Linked DNA regions of Mus musculus: all the other regions are linked to region 2. Evidence: chromatin contacts called from public Hi-C and promoter capture Hi-C data. All regions are on one chromosome and are shown on one strand. Each heading gives the region's core, a stretch centred on a gene start, on an enhancer-like site or on the middle of the called end of the contact. The rest is flanking DNA. Distances are from core to core; before and after follow the strand shown.

What was found. A called contact is a pair of places that touch in the nucleus more often than the background predicts. Capture Hi-C pulls out chosen DNA fragments and counts their contacts.
Region 1: a contact with region 2 is called in a Hi-C map of CD8 T cells, with 5 times the contacts expected there. The contact joins the promoter of Nedd1 here to the promoter of Vezt in region 2. A contact is called at or near these places in 1 of 39 promoter capture datasets (pre-B cells) and 2 of 484 Hi-C or Micro-C datasets (CD4 T cells and CD8 T cells).
Region 3: a promoter capture Hi-C map of liver shows a contact between it and region 2, with 4 times the contacts expected there. The contact joins the promoter of Ube2n here to the promoter of Vezt in region 2. A contact is called at or near these places in 3 of 39 promoter capture datasets (hippocampal neurons and liver), 2 of 484 Hi-C or Micro-C datasets (CD4 T cells and CD8 T cells), 3 of 115 datasets of contacts at active chromatin or transcription factors (astrocytes, cardiomyocytes and pancreatic cancer cells) and 2 of 9 other capture datasets (adipose tissue and liver).

The regions. Positions count from the first base shown.
Region 1 is chr10:92,720,973-92,723,672 of GRCm38.p6, forward strand. Nedd1 (neural precursor cell expressed, developmentally down-regulated gene 1) reads right to left here and starts at 1,446. Exons shown (of 15, transcript NM_008682.2): 1 at 1,351-1,446.
Region 2 is chr10:94,034,416-94,037,115 of GRCm38.p6, forward strand. It overlaps Vezt (vezatin, adherens junctions transmembrane protein), which reads right to left and starts at 1,384. Exons shown (of 12, transcript NM_172538.5): 1 at 1,255-1,384. The coding sequence starts at 1,290. It overlaps Fgd6 (FYVE, RhoGEF and PH domain containing 6), which reads left to right and starts at 1,586. Exons shown (of 21, transcript NM_053072.3): 1 at 1,586-1,895. The coding sequence starts at 1,880.
Region 3 is chr10:95,513,860-95,516,559 of GRCm38.p6, forward strand. Ube2n (ubiquitin-conjugating enzyme E2N) reads left to right here and starts at 1,303. Exons shown (of 4, transcript NM_080560.3): 1 at 1,303-1,378. The coding sequence starts at 1,349. Gm46239 (a long non-coding RNA gene) reads right to left here and starts at 397. Exons shown (of 2, transcript XR_001779843.2): 1 at 341-397.

The DNA.
Region 1 (2,700 bases), core at 196-2,695, 1.3 Mb before region 2:
AGTTTTTAATTCCTGTGTGTGTGTGTGTGTGTGTGTGTGTGTGTGTGTGTGTGTGTGTGTTTAATCCATAGTGTTCCTGTGTGTGTGTGTGTGTGTGTGTGTGTGTTTAATCCATGGTAGCCACACAAAATATGTTTCTTTTTATAGGTCAACACAGTTTCATTGATACTTGAAGTCTAATAAAAAGTGGTTACTTTTTTTTTTTTTTTTTTGGTTTTTTGAGACAGGATTTCTCTGTATAGTCCTGCCTGTCCTGGAACTCACTCTGTAGACCAGGCTGGCCTTGAACTCAGAAATCCGCCTGCCTCTGCCTCCCGAGTGCTGGGATTAAAGGTGTGCGCCACCACGCCCTACTTTTTTTTTTTTTTTTTTTTTTTAAGGGATGCTACGGCAGCTACAACACACTGAATTGATTCCATCTGGTGACATAGGGGGCTGAATTTAACCAAGGTTAAAGGCCAACAGTGGTCAAAGACACGCCCCCACATCATCAACAAAAGCATCATACATATCTGGGTTCCAGAGGACAAACTAAAAAGCATAAGGCAGAAATCATTGAGTCTCAAGAGGAAAAATAAATAAATAAATAAAGTTTATGGAAAGGATTAAAACAGTTATTTGTTGTGCATATTTTTGGATACAGTAGTGTGTGGGGTGGTTCTGAGTTAGAAGGGACCCCTAGTAGGTGAGGCTAAAAACTTGCAGAGTCACCTGTTGAATTGTAGACAATGTTTCTATTTGGTGACTAAAACACTTACTCAATGCCCCTTGTTCCCCGGCCCATGGAAAAACACAGGGTAGAAAAGTTGAACTCTGAAGAACAGTAAACAGCTGCAAGCTGCTGCTACCCTAACCCCACACAAGGAGCCTACTGTGCAGTGTGGTGCAATGAGTGGATCAAGGCTCTTCAGAAGAGTTAAGCGACCCACACAGCTTCAGTGAGGCTGACTTCACGGAGACCTCTCACAGTCCCTTCGCTTGGCTTCTGGGCTCTGACATCAGTCCCCGGGAGAGGATCCCGGGAAAGAAGAGCGACAGCGACCAACTGCACTCTCTGCTCAAGAAGAGTTCTCGGGAGTTGCACCCCTAGCCCAGGGCGCCTGCGCTCAGCAGCTACGGGCGAGCCAGACCCGGGAGTCGGGGTGGACGAGCCGCTCGGGGCAGCTTGGCCCTTAAATCCGGGGCCCGCGACCCGGTCCTGTCCTGTCCTGTCCTGCCCGGTCCCCGGCCACTTTCCAGCGCGCGCGCGCGCCCGCTGCCGCCCAACGCAGGACCGAAGAGGCTGACCTCGGGGGTCCCCGGCCCAAGGCCACCGCGCTCACAGAGCCTCCCTGTCAGGCGGAACCTCACCTCTCAAGCGTGGGGCCACAGGGGAGGCCCAGCTCCACCCGTTCCTCGCTGCGCTTCCGGCTCCCGCCTGGACTGTTAAACTTGGGCGGCCGGAAGTCCCGCCTCGCATGACGTCACGGGAAAGGCGGTGCCCCGAGCGCTCAGCCCGCGGGGGTGCTGGGTGGCCTCCCACCCTGGGGCGGTGCAGAGGAAGATATCCTAGCCTGTAGCTACTGCTCCTTTATCACTCATTTGTTTGCTGGCTACTGTGTGCCAGGCGCTGAGTTAGGCTGTGGGTGTGCACTTACTGTGTTTAGCTTGAAGGGACAAGAGGTCAGTCAACACGCAGGTTCCCTAGCCTGCTGGAGATTACAGTCTAGTTAGGAAGTTAATATTAACACTTCTGTAGGGAAAGGGAAGGCAAGAATAAAATGCCAGGCAGTGGCGGTGCACACCTTTAATCCCAGCACTAGGGAGGCAGAAGCAGGCAGACTGCTGAGTTCTAAGCCAGCCTGGTCTACAGAGTGAGTTCCGGGACAGCCAGGGACTACACAGAGAACCTCTGTCTTGAACAAAACAAAACAGAAGAATAAAAGATGGGGAATTCACGGGCAACTCTCAGTTCCCACAAAAAAAGGTGTCACAGTTATCACAAAGAAGAACGCTCATAATAAAGGCAATTAACATGGTTGGTTTAGGAGAGGATTACTTGAGAGGAAGCCAAGAAAAGCTGCAGGTTAAACATCTAACTTCAAAGGGGTGTGGTGGTACAAGCCTTTAATCCTAGCACTCAGGAGGCAAAGGCAATGGGATCTCTGTGAGTTCAAATCCATCCTGGTCTACTGAACGAGTTCCAGGACGGTTATACAAAGAAACTCAGTTTCAAAGAGGGGAGGGAATGGAGAGGAAATTGTGGCAGGAGTGGGAGAAGGAAAGGAGGGGAAGAGAAAGGAAGGGGTGGGAGGGAAAAGGAGGAAAGCAGAGGAGAGGAACATCTAACCCAAAACGAACCCTAACCCTGAGAACAAACCCAGTAGTGACTTCAGCCTCTGAGCTAGCCATCTTCACATCCGCAGCTTCACATGCTGCTGTTCAGGTACATGAACACCAACTCAGTGGTTTTTTGGTTTTTTTGTTTTTGAAGGAAATGTATTTCATGGTAGAAAGGGGCCAATGAACTGAGTTTTCCCAACATTCCTGCTAAAAGATTGCTCTGTTGAGAGTTCTTACTTCCATCACTGATAGCATGTTCCTATGGAAAGTGTTGCTCCTTTGTCCCAGGTGCACACCGGATGTGTTTCTCAACTGGATACATAATGTCCCAGTTATCTGAACCCATATCAAAAACAACTGGAAACCTAAGAAGTGCCA
Region 2 (2,700 bases), core at 134-2,633:
TAATTTTTCTGACTTCCAAAATGTATGCCTTTGTCCTCTCTACTCAAGTCCTCATATCTAGACCCTTCATAATAGCAAAGCAGTCATATTTCCCTCCTCGATACTGTAGCTATATTAAGTCACTTTGCAACCCTCCATACTCCAGCCCCTAAAGCTGCACGTTCAGTATTGTCACCCCACCCCGATCTTTGGCATACATAAAACCCTTTTCCTGGAGTACATTTTCTCCCATCAATCTTCCTAATTTCATTCAGAGCTGAAGATTTACCTAGGGTATCACTTGCTGTGTGTAGCTTTTTAAAGTGCTATGAGTGGACAATGGGTTCCAAATTATGCTTCCACGGGCAGTTTTTAGATATCTCAATACTTCACATTCTGTACCGTACCTCACCCTCCCATTATACACCACGGGGGATTTCTTCTCTTTCTCTTGTATGAATTCCCTGAAATCTAGTTGGCTGAGGGAAAGTATGGCATACATATTCAATACATACACATACACGTTCCAGGGTGTGGGTATTGACCTGTCTGATGGGGTAAAAATGGCACTAAAGCCATTAACTAGGCTTTATTTTTTAAATTCAAGATGGCAGAGACATCTTAAAATAGTCCAACACAAAAGCATTCACATCCAGACCAGAGCTTCCATTCAGAACTGGCTACACTTAGCGCAACAGCAAGGACAAAAGAATGGAACCTAGGTGCTGAGACGCCAGAGCTCACACCATTGGCCACAGGTCTCACTTAACAGACCTTAAACCCCACATAGAAAGGCACCTGCTGCCTGCCTGCATTCCAGAGGCCACACCTTGATGATGATGATTATGATGATGATGATGACCGGAGGCACTTATGGATTAACAGGCCCGCAAAAATCAAAGATAAAAAGGGAAGGAGGTTAAGTAGTAGACAGAATATCCAGCACGTTTCGGCCCCGCCCCAACGAGGCGCAGTCCAGGGCGGTGCAGCCATAGGGTAAGAACCGATCAAGGCTCCCGCCCAGGGCCGGTCAATTGCGCCGGGTCTGGGAATTCTGGGCGAGCTCGGGGCAGAGGCCAACCACGCCAGGATCCCCTGAGCTATACCTGTCAGGCGGCTGCAGCAAGTAGGCCCCGAAACAGCGGAGGATTGGGGACCCAGGCCCGCAGGCGCCCGTCACCCTATCCCTCCCCTCTGAATCGCTTTGCCTTCTCGCTCTTCCTTTAGTCCTTCGGAAACAAAGACGGTCCACACTCCCCGCCATTTTCTCCTCACCTCAAAAACCACCTCTTCGTCAAACTCCGGTGTCATCCTTCTCCGCCATACCACCCGCCTCAGCACGATGGGAAATGAAGGCAGGAGGGCGGGCAGCACCCAGGCTTCGGCTCCTGCCCACCTCGGGGGCACTGAAAACTACAACTCCCGGCATGCATCGCGACCCACGCCCCTTTCCGACCTGCTTATTGGAGAAGAGGGTGAGCGTGTAGGCTGGAGGGGCGGGAGCGGGCGGGCGTTCCAGAGCTCCTATTGGAGAGAGCTATGGCTTTTGTCTGCCTTTTACATCCCCTGACTACTAGGGGGCGCCTGGAGCGCGGATTTTTCTCTCAAGTTGAGGTGGGGCGCGCGTCCGCGAAGCCGCTGCGATCTCCTCTCGTGCGCGCGCCTGGCGATCGTCCCGGAGCGCGGCGGAGCGGCGCTCGTGCACGTCCCCCTGTCGCTGGCCGCTAGCGCCCGGGTCCGCCGGAGGGTCGCGGGAGCCGGCGTCCGTCCTTTGTGAGGCGCTCAGGCGGTGCGGGACGGAATGTGGGCGCTGCGGGGACTTTTGTCTTCTGCTCAAACTCTGGGGAGTGTGGACTGAACGGGAGCCATGGACTGAGGGCGTGAGCCGCGCGGGGCAGTCATGACTTCTGCCGCGGGTAAGTGGCTGCGCTCGCGCCGGGCTGGGGAGTAGTCGCGGCGGGCGCCGGCGGGCTCCGGCTCCCGCTGCGTTCCCCGCGGGTGGGCGGTGCGGGACTGGCGCCGGTCGCCCGCGCCCGCTGTGGGGTCCCCGGGATGCGTCCCCCACCCCTGAGCCCAGGTGATGGGACGGCGTCGCGGAGCTTGCTCGGGTTCCGTGACTTAGGCGCTGTCGCTGCCTGTGCGCGGTGTGGGAAGCGTGGAGTCCGGTGTGGAGGAGTCAGTTATTCTAAGCTAGGACAGTTTTCCAGCGAGTTGAAGAAACTCCGCCACTAGCCCGCGTTGCTTGAAAACCTAGTATTTATTGACTGAAACTCTTCGCGCTTGTAAGGAGGGTTGGATAGAGCTGTTTGCACCCTGGTGTTTTGAGCCCTATTACCTGAGTGAGTATGGACTATTAGTTGGTAAAATAAAACAAAACCGAGTTGCCCCCTCCCCTGCACCTACCCCTCCCTGTTTTTTGCTCATCTTCACCTTTTCCTTCCTTCCTTCCTTCCTTCCTTCCTTCCTTCCTTCCTTCCTTCCTTCCTTCCTTCCTTCCTTCCTTTCTTCCTCCCCCCCCCACCCCCCTCGTACCTGGACTGTGTAAACAAAGCCCTATTTTCAGTCTGCCTCCTTTCCACTCACCCAAATGACAAAGCCTCTCCTTACCTTTGTGTGAATTTAAGCACTTTGGCTCATTGTGTTGTGACCTTTTTAAGGAACAGTTTCTAATCTTCCAAATTTGTGTCCAAGGGACAGTCTCTTTATAAGAACACAGCACAT
Region 3 (2,700 bases), core at 53-2,552, 1.5 Mb after region 2:
TCCAACGCCTTTGGGGATTACAGGCTTTTCTATCCCCTTGAGAAGGCTAGGCTGACTTCAAATTGGCAATTCAGAAGACGAGGCCTAAATCCCTGTTTCTAAGAACTAGGCAAGTCCAGGCCTCAGAAGCTGCCCCACCACCTGGCCTGAAGCAAGGACAGTGGGTCAGCAGTAGTTTCCAGACTTCCTCAGCAACAGTTTTCAGCCACTCATGTCCCCACCACACCCCTAATGTGCTTTAAATCTGAACTGTGAGCTCACTTCCAGGTCTCCATCTTGGAATGAGAGACCCTAGCAAGCTGGACTTCTGCAGAATAAAGCCCTCTCTGCGTTTACATACCGTTTGGGTCTGGGGTATCATTCTTCAGCGAATCATGCATGGACCCTTACACTCTAATCAGATCCTTCTTCTAGTTAGCACGTAAATCTCGATTGCTAGGCTCAACCTTAAGTGGTGGCACAAGCCTAGCTCTACTCAGGGGGCAGAGGCAGGAGAATCACGAGTTCCAAGTCAGCTCGGTGCGTACAGAATAGAGAGCACCAGGCCAGACTTGGTTACATAGGGAGCCCTTTCTCAGGAAAACCAACAACCACAAAGATTAAATATCCTGCAGGATCCAGGCGTTTAGAGGCCGTGCCTTTTGCCTCCTCCCTTGTTCCGAACTCTCTTTTGGGGAGCGCCAGAGAGGCCCCCTTTTTTATGTGAAATTTAAACGTTTAGAAAAAATTTTTTTTGTCGCGGGTGTGTGTGTGGTCCTTGGCAAGCAGCGTTATTCCCAGTTAGAAGCTTTGGTATTGACTTCCGGCCTGTTCGCCACCGAGGAGGAGCGCGCGACCCGCCTGCCCTGTCCGCAGGGAACCGCTGCAGCGCCAGCCCGCCACGCGCACTGCGGACACGCTGAATGAACAAACGGAACGAATGAATGAATGGGCTGCGTCGGGGGCCGGGCCTTTGTTACGTCGCCCCCCGACGCAGGCGTGGTCGCACGTACAGCGCTCGCTCGTGGACGCCGGCCGCCCAGTGTTGCCGATTCTGCCACGGGCCAAGAAGCTCGGCGCCGCCTCGCGCCGCCTCCCCCCAAGTCCCTGCCCCGCCGCGGAGCGTCACTTCCGCCACCCCCGGCTGGGGTTGGGGCGGGGAGCGCGGGGGAGGGGGCCACCAGGTCGGAGGGAAGGCTGTCGGAAGCCCGCGTCCTAGCAGGGACTACATTTCCCGAGGGGCCTCGGCGGAGGTAGCGACAGGCGGGCGCGGCGACGTTCCCCGGAAGTGGAGCCCGGGACTTCCACTCGAGCGTGAGGAGAGCGGAGCCGGAGACAAGAGCAGAGGCCGAACTCGGGATCTGACAAGATGGCCGGGCTGCCCCGCAGGATCATCAAGGTAACCGCCCAGGCGGGCTTCGGGCCACTGGCTCTGCTCCGGCGCGCCGGGCCGCGCGGCCGTCCGCTTCCCTCCGCAGCCTCCGAGAGGCCTCTCTAAGGCATCGCGGAGAAGGGTCCGGCCTCGGCGGCGAGGAAGTCGGGCGCTGAGGAGGGGGCGCCGGGGAGACTTCCGGCCGCCTCTGAACGCCGGACAAGCGGGACGCCCGGGCGGTGCGGCCGCGGCCGGGGAGGCCCTGGCGGCTGCCCGGGAGAGGGCGGGGCTGCGGGCTTCGGGCTCTGGCGCGGGACCGGTGCGGGCCTCGGCGGCTTCTGTTCCTCCGCGGGGCGGGAATCGCGGCGTGGCCTGGACTCTGGGCGCGGGTGGTGGCCCGTGGCCGGCCGCTCTGCCCCGGAGCTCCCTTCTCTTCCTCCGCAGGGGCTCGGGGCTGCGGCAGTCCCGGGTGCGGAATGAATGGACCGACCCCGAGAGCCGGGCGGGGCCGCGGGCCGGGAGAGGCCGCTCCGGGAGGGCCACGGGGTTCTGCCGGCGACAGCACAGGTTGGTCCTGGCTGCCCCGCACCTCCTAGCGACGTCCGGGGCTGGCCGCCCGGTTGCCCTGGCTTCCGCGTTCGCTTCCCGGTGTTTCTGCTGGGTAGCGCTGTGATTGTACTTCGGCTGGCTAACTCTTTGGAGACTGTTCTCTTCTCCGAGGCAAGGGCCTCAAGGGCCTCGGTTATGGGGATGATCTGTGAAACAGTTTGCCTCTCAGCTTTTGTGCGCCTTATTTGAGCGGCCCTGGGGCTCTTTAGGGATACTGAATTTTGATAAATACATAAGGAACCACGGGGGTATAAACCTCGTATCTTGATTTCCTAAAATCTTTACATAACACCATTAAGTCTTCATAGTGTTATAACCCAAGAAAACTAAATTTTTAACATTTTTTGGCATCTGTTTTTTTTTTTAATGTAGGAAATTGGTTAAAAAAATCTTGCACTGCCCAGTTTGCCAGCTAAGTGCTCAAATTGAAGCTTCACTTTGCTTGCTGTAATCCACTGAACATATATTTATAGCATTGTTCCACTCTTCCAAAGTTTTAGGGGAGATTTGTACAAAGTAAGTGGAGGGCCTCTTTGAAGGGTGTGAGACACTGTAGTTCTTCAGGCAGTCACAAATGTCTGTGAGGCTGGGGTGTCATTGACAGAAAGGTGCTTGAATTAGAAAAACAAGCCCTTTCATAGGATAAAAACTCTTACAAAGGAAGAATACATTTTCCACGAGCACTGGAATCTCCTTTTTAAATTTGTTTTATTTATTTATTTATTTACTTATTTATTGGT